2 separate regions of the Mus musculus genome follow, and region 2 is linked to region 1. A link is a contact called in public Hi-C data. All regions are on one chromosome and are shown on one strand. Each heading gives the region's core, a stretch centred on a gene start, on an enhancer-like site or on the middle of the called end of the contact. The rest is flanking DNA. Distances are from core to core; before and after follow the strand shown.

Evidence for each region. Hi-C and Micro-C count contacts between places; a contact is called where the count stands out from the background.
Region 2: a Hi-C map of granulocyte-monocyte progenitors shows a contact between it and region 1, with 2.3 times the contacts expected there. The contact joins the promoter of Pdpn here to the enhancer-like site in region 1. A contact is called at or near these places in 1 of 39 promoter capture datasets (the 3T3-L1 cell line), 10 of 484 Hi-C or Micro-C datasets (the C2C12 cell line, adipose-derived mesenchymal stem cells, bone marrow-derived macrophages and 5 more), 1 of 115 datasets of contacts at active chromatin or transcription factors (embryonic stem cells) and 3 of 9 other capture datasets (embryonic stem cells, liver and pancreatic islet).

What each region holds. Positions count from the first base shown.
Region 1 is chr4:143,115,561-143,122,816 of GRCm38.p6, reverse strand. All of the region lies in intron 8 of Prdm2 (PR domain containing 2, with ZNF domain), which reads left to right. Among named protein-coding and RNA genes, the nearest start is that of Mir7021, 17 kb to the left of the region's middle. Within about 2 kb of position 3,751, at least 73 of the 459 cell types and tissues checked have an H3K27ac peak or open chromatin away from gene starts, as enhancers often do. A contact at or near this core is called in embryonic fibroblasts, granulocyte-monocyte progenitors, liver and 1 more, where this site is marked.
Region 2 is chr4:143,296,139-143,303,394 of GRCm38.p6, reverse strand. It overlaps Pdpn (podoplanin), which reads left to right and starts at 3,831. Exons shown (of 6, transcript NM_010329.3): 1 at 3,831-4,206. The coding sequence starts at 4,140.

The DNA of each region.
Region 1 (7,256 bases), core at 2,502-5,001:
ACCCCCGAGACTTTGAAATCGGCTTCCCAAATGAGTTGTGACCAGACTACGGATTCCTTTCCATCTTAAAAGATATATATTACTCTTCAGGTACTTTCCTTCATGTTCTAATTCTGTATTCCTCTTGCTTTTACCGTCTCTCCCTGGTATAGAGTTCAGTTGTCAGGCTCTTTCATGCATGTTTTCTCTTCGTCTTTATAACCCTCTAGTGACTGGCAAGTCAGGGACAGTGTTAAAGTCCAGGGCTGTCCTAAAGTCAGAACTGAGGGTTCTCTGGCTTGTCTGTCCTTTTGCAGTTTCCTGAGAAGGAAATAGGAACTTGAATCATTACTTGGGTCAGCTTGGTGTAGCACCCGCCTATCCCATGTGTCTATCCCAGCACCTGCCACAGCCCTGACAGCTATACAGAAACGCAGCTGGTGAGATAACAGAAAGAAAAGAAAGCTACTCCACTTCAAAGACCCCCTAAGGAAACTAACTCCACTAAGTTTCGGTTAAAATGTGACTATTGGAGCTGTTGCAATGATCAATTAGAATCTACTGAGAGAGAAGGGCTACTTTGTAGAGCCAGGTGATGACCAACCCCACTAAGGGTTTGTACCCCAGACTGTAACCCTCATGGTGTGGTCTGGGGGAGGTAGCAGAGTGGGTAAAGAACTTGCTTTGTAAGCACAAGTGCCTGAGTTCAATCCCCAGACCCTCCTACAGGGAGGCAGAAACAGGTACATTTCAACCCGGTGGGTGGCCTTTCAGTCTAGCCTAACTGGCAAGCTAGAAGCCATTGAGAATTACCTATTTCACAGGACATGGAGAACACTTCTAAGAATGACCCTCAAGTTTGTCTTCTGGCTTTCATGTGTACTTACACATGTTCATACTTGAAAAACATGACAGCTGATCCACAATCTGCAGAGGCTGCATGTGCTGGCAGAACAGCGTAGCACCATTCATTCATTCATTCATTCATTCAGAGACGGGTACATTTGGCTGCTGTCTCCACAGTCCACCTGAAGCCTTACAGGAAAGTTGTGACCTCAGCCAAGCCACCTGAACGTAGGGAGTTGAGCTAGCCACATAGGCTTACAAGGTTTTCCATTATGTTCATCCAAGTTTGGGAGCTGCAAATAGGATCATCTCCTACTTTAGTCCTGACACTTGGCATCTGTGGGTACCCTTTCCAGTATTGCCACCCAGAATACATTGCAGACACTGCTCTTGTGTCTTCTGATTTTTTTTTTTTGTTTGTTTTAAACCCAGAATAAGGAAGCCCCCTGTTGATATCTACGTTGGCTGATTTGCACAGTGCTGTACCCACTTGGCTGAGCTGTGTTTGAACATGTCTCTAAAGCCTTGTTCCACAGCCTAATGTCACTCACCTTAGTGATTTCTCCATCACGCCCATGAGTCAGAATTGCTGTAATAAAGCAACTGGCAGAATCAAAGGGTGATGGCTGCAGATGAAGAAAACTGGTCTCAGTCACTGAGTGTGTCGAATGCTCACTGTTGCCTAAAGTGTTGAAGCACAGGAGCTGGCAAGGTGGGGAGGCCCCAGAAACACTCTGACTTTTTGCTATGACACCAGCTATGGACTGAATGACACAGTTGAGCTCATTTGCCTTTAGTGTCACCCCAGCATACTGTACCCAATGGTTACAGCTTGGTGCCTCTGTAAATCTTGACCACCACTGAGCCAGTGTTTGCTTCCCAGTAGTCATTAATGAAAACATTGTTCCCGAAAGCTAGTGTGATTCAGTTATGTCCTAGTCCAGAGGAGGCAGAGATGGGTAGCTTCTTAGAGCTCCCTGGCCAGATAGCCAAGACTCCTTGGTGACTTCCAGGCCAAGGAGAGATCCTGTCTTTAAAAATAAGGCGAACAACACCTGAGGCTGTCCTCTGTCTTTGACATGCACATGAGCACACAAAACTAAACTATACATTGGTCTTCTTGAGGCTTAGCATAGGTCCCTGAGCAAATCCGTCTCCTTGGAGAACATCCTTCTCTGCCTTCCCGGGTATGCAGTGTTTGAGCCTGGCTCAAGGCTACATCACATAGTGCCAACAAGTTAGATAAATGGGGGAAAGAAGTTGGGTCAGTAATGAGCTGCCTCCTATCCTTTCGAATCTATACTGCTTGAGTTCAACCCTGGTTCTTCAAGCCAGGTGTCTGGGTTTGGGCAAGGTGCTTACCCTGTGTGAAATGCTGGCATACCCATCTCACAGTTCTTGGTGAATAAATCTCCAGGAACAAGGCCCCCAGCATGCCGTTAGCAAGGGCAGGTAAGGGAAGAAATGGAGAGAATGCCATTCTATACCTGCCTACATGTGGCTGCAAGCCTGTGTATTCCCCAAGTTAGAAGCAGCATGTAGCTGGGCCAGGTTGTCTGTCCCCAGCCAGGAGGAGCCTTTCTAGAAGGCCTCCACCCAGTGAGCTGGAGAAGCAGCCCAGGGTGGGACAGGTGACCTGAGGCCACACTGTCTCCTCCAGTTTGTAGAGCAGGTTAAACTGTTGAGGTTGGCGCCAGACAGGGTGAGGACTTTGGGGGAAGGCACAGAAGCGAAGGCGGGACCTGGCCCCCATCCCACGATATCCCTGCTCTTTTGGCAGCTCCATTCTCATTGACTAATGCCATGCGTTCACATGGTAAGCATGCCTTTCCAGTGACAGTGCCAGCCGTGTGTCTGGGACTCACTGCCAGCCAGGAACACCAGGCTTCACGGAGGTGGGGGCAGTAAGGCCTTCGTGAGCTGCACACCTACCTCTGGGCTTGTTCTTAGGATAAACCATCTTCACCACTGACATCACATGAAGCCTACCAATAGCAAACCCCATGAAGGTTGAGCCCTGCTTGGCCCTGGAACTCACCTCTTTTGACATCTTTGGCTAAGCTCATCTTTAAAAGACAGGTCCTAATGATGTTTTCAGCATCTCCAAAGGACGTTGTCACTGACAAGAACAATCCCATGTACCGTCCAGGGAAGAGCATCCCTCTTTAGGTTTTCCACACTGGTTGTCTTAATTTTCTGGCAGTCAGCATTCCTGGCACGTGTATTTATTTCTCTTCTCAGCTTTATTGCAAATGGTGTGTTTTCACTCAACTGGAGGAAAAAAAAGAACCTGGAAGTAGATGTAGAGAGGAGAAAGTCAGGGGGATCATTCCTGTGCTGGCTCAAGCGGTAGCAGGGTTCCTGCAGAGATGATGTCCCTGAAATGTAAGAGGCAGCACTAGGTGGGATGGGGGTGGGGTCTGTGGGAGAGGTCTGAATCTTCAGATGTGTTCACAGAGTTGTTCAAAACAGACACCTTGACCCATGTTCTGGGCAGGACTCTGGCAGTGAGTGAACCCCTCTGGGATGCAAGTGCTTGGAGAATTTGACTCTTGGGAGTAGGGACCTGCATGTTGGAGAGCTCGGATGTGGATTTGTTCCTTATTGTTTAGGATGCGCGTTCTGGGCGCCCCTTTGTGCCCCCAGCAGTGATGGCCCCATAGGTAGGAAATGGACAGATACAAGCTGTCCTTTGGCGTTTTTGCAGTTGGTTGTTTTGGTTCAGCTGGAAGGGAAAGGAGAGTCTATCCAGTTAAGACTCCCGACTCCCAAGCTTCCTTCTGTGTTCCTAGGGCTCCCTACACTCCACCAGCTCTTGCCCTGGTGAAACAGAAGCCAGTGGCAGCTTCCTTACCACACTGCACTGCTGGCCTCTTCCTCTGCTTGCTGGAAGGGAGGCGTCCGCACAGGGATTTCCCCACTGGCAACTTCCTTGGCTGAGGTCCTCAGGCCTGGCTGGCCTGCCAGCCTTCCTGTTAACTGGGTCAAGTGTTAGGAGCTTGCTACACACTAGACATTAAAACGCCAGTAGTGGTGCTCAGACCAAACAGGTTTGACCTAGAAGCCCCAACAGGACAGAGCCCAATAGATAAGACCTTTTAGGTGAGAAAGAGGCCAGGTCCTTGTGGGCCTGTTGGAAAGGAACAGAAACCCTCCTCCATCAAAAGGGTACGGGCGTCTTACAGTGTTAAAGAGGAGACGAAACTAAAAGAGACCCCAAAAGCAGGCGCCTAGGCTGTGCTTGCCGACTGCCCATGTCAACTGCAGCTTGCCCCAGTATCATAAGACTCAGAACCATCCAGGCCCAAGAATTTTTTCTTTCTGCTTTTTTTTTTGAAAAATTTGTGTGTGTGTTTGTGTAGATGTACTCATTTCATGGTGCATTCCACTTCATTTTGAGACAAGATTGCTCTTATTTCCACAACAGTGTCTAGTTGCCTTGCTAGTGAGTCTCCTGTCTCCTCCCCCTGTAGGAGTGCTGGGATTGCAGATATGCACCACTACTTCTGGGGTTTTTGTGTAAATCCCAGCAATCCCATTAAGCTATTCAAGCATTTTAACCTGCTGAGCCATCGGGCCACCCAGGAGGGCCAGCGTTTTTCTGGCCCTCTGGGACCACCTGCCTTTTCTTCCCCACTCCTGCATTATTAGAGGGACTTGTTTACAGCTGCTGGACACCAGCCCCAACCCAGATCAGAAAATATTTGTACATCTGGCTCTACCTACCTGTCCTCAGCTGCAGGTCCTCGCAGCTTCAGCATATCACCCCCAACCCCACCCCCGTCAGTTTCTTCTAAGATTTCTGTTGGTTCTGAGCGTCTGTAGGTCCCACCTACATGGTTACTGTGCTGCCCATCCGTGGACCTCATTTTGAGCAGAAGTACAGAGCTCACCAACTCTTCAAGCCTGCTCTCATGCCCAGTGCTGAGCTATTGGGGGGAGGGGGGAGCCAAGTCCAAATATCTGAGGCTCTGAGCCCTATCTTGGGTGTTTTCTGCATTACCAGGGCATCTGAGTTAGAAAGCCTCTGTTCCCAGCTTCCTCTGAGCCTGGAAAGGGACAACTCAAAGCAGACCAAGCATGCTCCTTGAGGTCTGTCAGCAGATCTAGGGCAGAGGAGCCCCACACTGAAGAACCCTTCATCGCTACTGCTGCTGGGCCTATGTCAGGGGTGCAAATAGGCTTGGGAGCACACGGTTCTGGATTCGTATCGTGACTGCTTCCCTGTGAACTTTGCTAGCTGGTGCCTCCACTCCTTTGAACCTCTTCTTTCCCCTCCAATAAGACAGGATCATGGCGCCCTGCCTCACAGGGGAGGTGATTCAAAGAACTCCTGCAAAGGACCCAAAATAGCACCCTCCCCCGACCCCCAGTGTTCAGGTCACAAACGCTGTCATGCTACCACTTCTTTTTTTTTTTTTTTTTTTTTTTTGAGACAGGGTTTCTCTGTATAGCCCTGGCTGTCCTGGAGCTCACTTTGTAGACCAGGCTGGCCTCGAATTCAGAAATACGCCTGCTTCTGCCTCCCAAGTGCTGGGATTAAAAGCGTGCGCCACCACGCCCGATGCCACCACCTCTTCTTGAGGTACTTACTTTGCAGGAGAGTCTCCTGTGGCTCAGAGAGGTTGAGGAATCTTGTGGAGGCCCCAAGGCAAGTCAGAGGCAGAGCTAGGCTCTGAATGAGAGGGGCCTCCTGGATCACCCAGGTGCCCATAATGGGAAATGCCAGGTGACCGGCATTGCTGGAGGTGTCTGGTGGCTTCTTCACTCAGTACACAGAGGATTTCAGCAGAGGTTTCAGGCTTGTCTTCCCTTGACACCAGCTTCCACGCCTTTGGCCTTCCCCTCCACCTCCGCTCCAGAACTGATTGCCAGTCAGTGAACTGAGCCACAAATTTATAGAGATAGGTAAGGCATCAGTGTGAGGCCCAATGTCATCTGTGCCAGAGAGAGAGAGAGAGAGAGAGAGAGAGAGAGAGAGAGAGAGAGAGAGAGAGAGAGAGAGAGGAGCCAGGTGAAAGCCAGGTAGAGAGACCCAGCAGCCACCCTCATGCCTTGGAGAGCTCCTGTCCCTTTACGTCACCTGCTCTCTCCAAGGTCCTCACTTTGCTCCCATGACCTAGTGTCTGCCTACACGTGCTTTCCTCTCGGCCTTCTCTTGAAGTCACTGTTGAACATTTGTGTCCATCAGTTGTGGGAATCACAGCTCCCAAGGTTAACACTGGCCTCTGAGAGACTAAATGTGTGGTGGCTCTGCTCCTAACTGGCCTGGCTCTCCCTGGAGTCCCTTCCCCACAGCAGCAGGACAAACTCATCCTGCTTTGGAGCTAAGCTAAACTGCATGTTCTCTTCACACACCCATGTCCAACCCTGTCGTTACCTGCCCTTCTCCTACCATGATCCCAGTTTGTGTAAAGCTGGGGCTTTTCACTGCTCAGCCTCCAGGAGTTCACGAAGGCCAGCCCTCTGCCCCCATCACTTTTTCCTGGATGGCATCAAGTGCCTGGTGGCTGGTCTTCTCAGTTCTGGCCCTGGAAACCCACAGTTGTCCCATCAGGGACAAGCAAGCTCTCATTTCACCCAGGGCCTACAAGATCCTCCTCTCCCCTTCCCTCCCTTCCCCTCTCCTCCCCTCCCCTCCACCTCTCTGGTGTTTTAGACACGCCTCTGCCCAAGCATCTGTAAGAACCAAGTGTTTTGAGATCCACATTTGGCAGCTCACACACAGCCGTCCTCTGACTTTGCGGCCCTTGCCTTCCCTCTGCATGGTCTCGGACTCTCTCCTGCCTTCATTTCTGTACATAGCGATCACTTAACCATTATGGGCTGAGGAGTCCTGGGTGCCCGTTTGCCTTGTGGCTATGTCTAGCACACATGAGCCCAGGGAGCCAGGCTCTGACACCCTGTGTGTGCTGTGCTTCCGGTCCCCTTGCTGTGCTGGACAGCGATCTGTGTCTGCATCAGGTCTGGGAATGTGGCTTCAAGAGGGGTGCCGTGGGCAGACTTCAGGAGTTGTGGCGGGACCTCTGGTGGAAGCTGGGGTTTGTTCTTGGGTTTGCCGTGTCTCCTCGCATGCAAAGGCCGCTTCGTTCTGGCTTTTGAAGGTGATGGTATGTGCTGTTCTTTTGCTCTGCCACTTAGCAGTGTTTATATTTGAAATTTGTTCAGTGACTTGGTATCTTTTGCCAATTTTAAGTCGTTTATTAAAACGACTTCTTGATAGAGTTACCTATCTTCTACTTAATTTATTTTGGGATAGGGTTTCATGTAGCCCAAGGTGGCCTCGAACTCCTGCTGTAGCTTAGGATGACTTTGGCTTTCTCATTGCCTCCCCAGCACCAGAACGTTGGGTTTTATGTGCTGGTAGATTTGAACCCATAGCTGCCAGCAAGCTGCCAACCGGGCCACACCCAGCCCCCTTCTGAGGGTTT
Region 2 (7,256 bases), core at 2,582-5,081, 180 kb before region 1:
TGAGCACTCTGCCACTTAGGCGACACCAGTGGGTGAGAATTCAAGCCAGGTTCCCACTCATAGAAGAAGAGCAGAAGTGACTTCCTGGCTGAGGTCCCAGCATAGAGTCCCATGAGTGCAACCAGGAGTAAATCCAGTTTCCCAGGAGTGGGGCAGATTCAGGGAACCTTCATAAACCAGGATCAGGTAAAGGTTGGCCAAGAATGACCTGATACTTTTTTTTTTTTTTTTTTTTTGGTTTTTTGAGACAGGGTTTCTCTGTGTAGCCCTGGCTATCCTGGAACTCACTTTGTAGACCAGGCTAGCCTCGAACTCAGAAATCCGCCTGCCTCTGCCTTCCGAGTGCTGGGATTAAAGGCATGCACCACCACACCTGGTCCTATGACCTGATACTTAACTTAGTTCTTGTATAGCGAGTGATCCATGCCTTAGGTCAAAGAAACTGGTTCCCTTAGAGCCCTTTTCAAGAAACTTCTGCCCTAGACACTGGGGATGACTGCGTTTCCTGGTGGGTACAAACAGTACCAGAGAAGGAACGAGACTGAGAACTCCTTAGGGCCTGGTAGCAACAGCCACCAGCGGGAGGGAGCGTGGTGGTAGCCACACTCCTAAGGTATGCAGAGTTCTCTGGACTGAGAGTGACACTTGTTTTAAGAACGCAGATTCCTGAGGGGCCCAAGGTTCTCTCCAAGGTGTTCTGAGTTCCCAGCCTCATCTAATTCCTGCTCAACTTGAGCCCTAAGAAACAACATATTCAGGGGCCACACGGGTGCTTCATACCCTTGGAGAGTCAGTTGAAGGAGTTTCAGTCCCAGAACACTGTGTCTCCCCAGGGAGCCTGCAGAAGTGCAGCCCACCGCTCTCCAGAGTTGGCAGAGGCCTCAAAGAATGCAGCTAGTGCTAGAGACCCTAACACCAACTTCCAGCATCGCCTAGAACAAAGGGTCCCCCGCTGTTTGTATCATCTCTGCTCCTCCTCAGGATTAGCAATAGGCTCCAGCCTTGATCTGTCACTGAGAGACAGGTGTTTTCCTTCCCGTAGGACTCGGGATGTGTTTTAAGGTATGTTCCAAAGTGCGGGACCCCAGCTCTCCTCTTTTAAAGAATGAGAACTTTGGAGTGACCCGAGTGACCTGTGTGTTAGCCAGCCCTATAGCCCTCCAGGTGAATCAGTGCTAAACCATTTTCCTTGAATAGTAGATCTTAGATCAAAGGTCCATTGGTCAGATGGGCGCCTCAAGGTAACACCTGCAAATAGTGTTATCTCCTGGCGCCAGCCTTTCTACCTCTGTCTCATTGTTATGCAGTCTTCACACAAGCTGTGTCACTGGGGGAAGGGCAGTTAGGCACCAGGTCCTTGGGGGTGGGGGGCAAGATATCTTCAATTTGCCATTTGCATTGCTGTGGAAGGTAGACCCATCCCCCACCCCTGTCCTTGACTGATCCTTCTTGGGGCCAGCAATCACCTGGTTATTTAGCAGGAAAACATGTAGAAGCATTGCAGACTCGCCCAGACCTAAGTCCTCTCCCTAATACTCTTCTTGTCCCCTGGCCCCCAACAGGATTCTTCGGCAACATTTCTGCGTCTGCCCCACCTCCACCATCCTTTACAAGTAGGTGAGGGACCAGCCTTCTATAACCTAGACACATCCCTATGGCAACCTAGACACATCCCTATGGCATAGGGAGAGAAGAGCAGGGTGGATTTTATTATTTATTTACCTAATGTACATAAGTGTCCCTGTCTTCAGACACAGCAGAAGAGGGCATTGGATTCCATTACAGATGGTTGTGAGCCACCATGTGGTTGCTGGGGATGGAACTCTGGACCTCTGGAAGAGCAGTCAGTGCTCTTAAGCACTGAGCCATCTCTCCAGCCCCAGAACAGGATGGATTTATTTCCTGGACTCTTAATCTACTCCCAAATGCCCTTCAGTATAAGCTGTTTTATTACCTCTGTTATTTGTCTAAGGGGTCACACAGGAAATGGACACCCTCACCCTCACCCCCCAGTCTACAATACAAAATACTCACACCGAAGAAATAATGTTGTAAGACCAGTTCGGGAGCCATTTCTTCCAGGTCTCTCTCTTCCCCGCTTCTGGAATCCACTTCATTCCTATCTTGTAGCCCCAGGATAAGCTACCGGCCCTTGAGTAATCTCTAGACATGTCCAACCTCTTGCCTGCCAAGGTAGACCTGCTGCTGAGTGGGCAGGCTGGCTCACTCTCACCCTGGTGAGACACAGAGGCTCAGCTAACGGACACAGCTTACCAACCATTCCTGTGATCAAGCTTTCCATGGACACTGGGTTTAGCTAGCATTTCCCCAAAAGGTCTTATCAGTTAGCTTGTGGGACCAAAGCTGGGAATATGAGCTTTTAAAACAGTGTTGTCTCAGGATAAAAAGACCTGCCTGGCAAGCTAGCAACCCGAGTTTGGTCTTTAGTACCCATGTGAATGAATGTAGGAGCGAGCTGGCTCCACAAAGCTACCCTCTGATATCACACACATACCATATCATGGGTGCCCACACCTTTGCACACATGCATGCATGCGTGAGTGCATGCGCACACACAATAAATAATTTTTAAAAATCAGTCTACTTTTGAAATTCTTGAGATGAAGTCTGTTTGAAACTGAGGTCAAAGATAAAAGGATGAAAACAGCTCATTGTCACCTTCATTGGGACACGTAGGGACCGTTCATTGTTAAGTTCTCTGTAACTTATTTTTACCGTGTGCATGCGCGAGTGTGTGTGTGTATGTGTGTGTGTGTGTGTGTGTGTGTGTGTGTGTGTGCTCGCTGTCTGGTCAGAGGGCAACATACAGGAATCAATCGGGACTCTCCTTTCACCATTGTGGGTTCAGAGCCTAAAACTTAAGTCACTCGGCTTGGTGGCCGAGCCACCTCTGGGGGGCCCATCCTCAGATGCTTTTGTTGAAAGGAATTTATGGCATCTGGGAGTGAAGCCAAGACCACCCCCGACCCTGTTCTTAGATTCCAACAGGTTAGAAGGGAATAATGAACATTTCTCTTGCCGATACCCACTCCCTGAGAGCAAGGAAGGATTGTTTAAATCAAGAGACAGGGGATTACCAGTTAAACCCTAGGATTAATAGATGAGCTGAACTCTTATTAGTTCCAGGTGAGTGGCCGATAGTCAGATGACACAGCTGCTCCTGGTATCCAGGTGAAGCCACAAAGTCCCGGTATCAGGGGGTGGTGGTACGTGCTCTGCCTTCTGTATAACTCACTAGGGCCAAGCACCCTTCAAGGTCAAGCACCCCACCCAGACAAGTACCTCACCGGGCCAAGTACTGCACTGAAGGCTAGTTGTGGGAGGACAGACGCGTCCTTCCGTCCGTCCGTCCATCCATCCATCCATCCATCCATCCATCCATCCATCCATCCATCCATCCATCCATCCACGTGCCTTGCATGAAGGTTCAATAAACAAGAGCCGCCTCAGACTCACCCAAACAACGGCCGTTTTCCCCAAACCATCTGAAGAAAAAAATCCAGTGCATCGGTCTAAAAACCATAAAACCAGCCGCATACGCCACTGTGTGCGTCTCTCTTCTGCCCACTATCAAGGAAACCTAAGTTGTGGGCTTTGCCCTCCAAAACATAATAGTAAATATAGTAGAAAAATAAATAAAAATTGTAAATCAGAACTGTTTACTGCACGTGGCCCCCTTTTCTCCTGTAGTGGAACAAAGTCAAAAGCTTTTTTTTTTTTTCCCCTCTGGGCTGGGCCCCAGTGGCTGAGGCCCTGTAACTTTAAACCTGGCCTGAGGTCATCTTGTGATGCTGGCCAAACAGAGTTCGGGGGCGGTCCTAGATCTCCGGGACCACCTGACGCCCACCCGCTCCCGCCCCGGGACCGGAGACATAAATGCCGACTGTGCCGAGAGGTTGCCAGCTGCCAAGTTTGCTGTGCTTGCTGCCTCTGCGAGTCCAGAAAGCCCGGGCACTCTCTGGCGCTGAGACTTTTGCTCAGCGCCTTCCAACCTCCTCCCGAGCTCTTCCCGGCTGGGCCTGTGGCTTCGAAGTTTTTTGTTTTGTTTTGTTTTGTTTTTCATCTTTTCACAACCCACAAAAAAACCCACTAGCTGCTGAGGCTCCAACGAGATCAAGATGTGGACCGTGCCAGTGTTGTTCTGGGTTTTGGGGAGCGTTTGGTTCTGGGACTCTGCGCAGGGAGGTAAGCGCCATGCATGATTGGCAACCAGCACTTGTTGGTGGGGATGGAGGGAGGCGGGGGATGCTTGGGCCTGGGATCTGCGAGTGCGGGGGGAGGGAGGGAGAGCGGTGGGGTAGCTTAGATGGGGCTAAGTCTCCTGTAACAGCCAAGTGGGTGTGGCGGTAGGGGGTCCACCCACAGGTGGTAGGGGTACAGAATGGCCCTAACAACCCCCACCGCCCCGGGGGCTAGTGTTACGGGATGGGAAGGTGACCAAGGGCGACTGGACTGGCCCAAAAAAGCAGTGTGTTAGAGGAATGATTAATGTCTCTGAAAAAGAGGAACAGATAGGAGGACGTAGGTTGGAACTCTGGGTCACACCCCTGGCTGGGGATAGACCTGAAGAGGCTTCGCTAATTAGGATGGTAGCTGGAAGGGACGGTGGAACAGCTTGACCCGCAAGCTGCTATCTTTCTAGCATTCTTGTCTCTGCCTCTTTCTTTCCTCCCCTCCCCACACCCCTACACTGGAAATGGATGGAACCCAGGGCGCCACGGACCTGTACCTCCTAACCTGGAGGGCTGCCGTGAGCGTTGAAGCGCAAGTGTGTTTGAGGCCATGTATTGAACTTGGCCAAGGACTCAGTGGCTGAATTAGTGTTAATTAAAGACGAATGGAGCCTGAGAATGTAGCTCAGTTGGCAGAGTCCATGTTTGGCATGTGAGACACTCTCATGCTCCATCCCCAGCAAGATGCAAAAGCCAGGATGGTGATGCTCAACTGTGTCAGCACTGGGAAATGGAGGCAGGAGGATGAGAGGGTTCAGGGTTATCTTGGGGTATAAGGAGTTTGAAACCAGACTGGGCTTTAAGACCCTGACTAGAAAGAAACAGATTGATGGGACCACCATCACGTCCTCCTCTTCTGAATTACTGTCTTCTGTCTGGGTGATCTATGGCTGGGGTCTAGGACAGTCTCCTGTTATTTTGTTTCTTGCTTTGATGTTTTAAGTTGTATCTATATTCCTGGTGGAATCTAAGCTCTAATCTTGATCCCAGAGCCAAGAAGTCATGGGACAGTCTCAGTTGCTCACTAAATGAAGGCTAGTGGTCATCAGAGATGTAGGACTGTCTTTCCTGGTGAAGGAGTGGTTTGTGTGAGATGGGTGGGCCTAGCCTAGGCTTCTATAATTCTCCACAGACAACACCTAGTGTTAGGGAAATTATATAGAGTGCATGGGCGAGGTTGTCCACTTGCTTCAAAGAGACGAAGCTATTCTTTATGGTGTTCAGGGGTATTCCTGGCAGTCCTATCTTTGAAACTTCTTACGCTAGGATATATATATATATATATATATATATATATATATATATACAGTTCTGTATTTCGGTTCCATTTCCGTCATGGCGAGACAGTGCGTGTTAAGAACATGGCTTTTCACTCACCAGCGCAAAGTGAGGGGAAGCACCCACCCCAAACCACATCCTAGGAAAGTCGGAGGCTGGCATCCTCCAAAGGCAAGGGTAGGCTGCAACTGTCTCAAGCCAGCTCCCAAAATGCTCCTAAAATGTAGCTGGTATTTGGTCTTGTCTAGAAAAAGTCATCACTCAGTTAGAGTAGAAACTGTACAGCTGAAGAAAAAGCCTTGGTACAGGGGTGTTCAGAGAGGTGGCCATGCGGCCAGTTGTATCCAGGCTGCTCTGCAGCAAGATTGAGCCTGCAGGGTTTTTGTTTGAGAATAATGAATATGGATGAGTTAACTCCATTGAGTTAAGCTATTACTGGGGAGCCAGATCAGGCAGGGGTGATTGTGGTGTGCTAATTCTATTAGAGTCATATGCCATACTGATTTAGGGTTATAACCCAACCCCCTCTGCAATCCCCAAGGTGTTCGTGGATTCTAACGAGGCCTGTTGTCCTCACATCTGGCAGCCTCCCCCACTGCCAGGCCCCACCCTCACTCTGAACTGACATCCAAAGCCGGTACCCCAGGACTCGCCCGTTAGCAGTGGCTTTTTATAAGATTCTCGGCAAGCTGCTGCTTGCCGCTAACCCATGTGTGCTCTTCCGGGACCAGTCCGAGCAGGATTAATCATGTGGCACAGAAATCATCCTGTGATTTCCCTGAAGTTCTTGCCAGTTTTCGGGGGCCCTGGAATCCTCGCAAGCTGCTGAGGGCTTATGTAGCTGAGGAGGCCTTGAATAAAGCTGATTCTGTTAGAGGTTCTGCGGGGGAAGCTGGGGCTTAGGGTCCCAAACTGAGTTCAGAAGAGGGAAACACATTTAAAGATGCGAGTGCAGCAGCAGAAGGCTGAGGGTAGCCACGATCAACAAGACAAAACTCAGCTCACCCACCATTGACTTTGCTGGCAATGGAGAGACCCAAGTCTCCGGTATGACAGAGAATGGCCCTGACTAGTGGGCGGGACACCACCTCCTTGCATTCCCCCCCCCTCCCCCCCCACCACCACCACCACATTCTAGGAATGTCGCAGGCTTACCTCCTTTAATCCCCAACCTCTCCTGTAAATTATACACTATTATCCCAGAAGTTGCTGGGACCTTGATTCAGAAACAAAGTTAAGCTTTTTACTATGATTGAATTAAAAAAAAAAAAAAAGACTGACTTGAGACTGAAGGTAGACTTCACTTTATTCATTTTAAACATGAATAAAAAAAAAAATTACACACTCCCCATACAAGAGTGGAGTTGGCCTGGCGCATTAAAATACATTGCCTTAATTTGTCTTGCACACAGGCGCTAGACCTCTCCCAAGAGGGTGGGGCGGGTTGCTGGGTGCAGGAAAGCACCTAGCCGAGAGTATGCTCTGCCACCCTTGCCAACCAAGAATGAACCTGTGCTCTGGATTGCACTGGCTTATCTGAATTTTTGTCATATTTCTGGCTTCTGAGAGCAGGCGTTCCAGGTTACAGCTTGTGGAAGTATTTTGGGGGAGGCCAAGGAGGAAGCAAACTCAAGCACCAGTTTAGCCAGGAACCTTGCAGAGGATCCTTACCTTGCCCAACCCATCCCCCAAGGAAGCTCTGATATCCTGACATCTCTCAGGAAA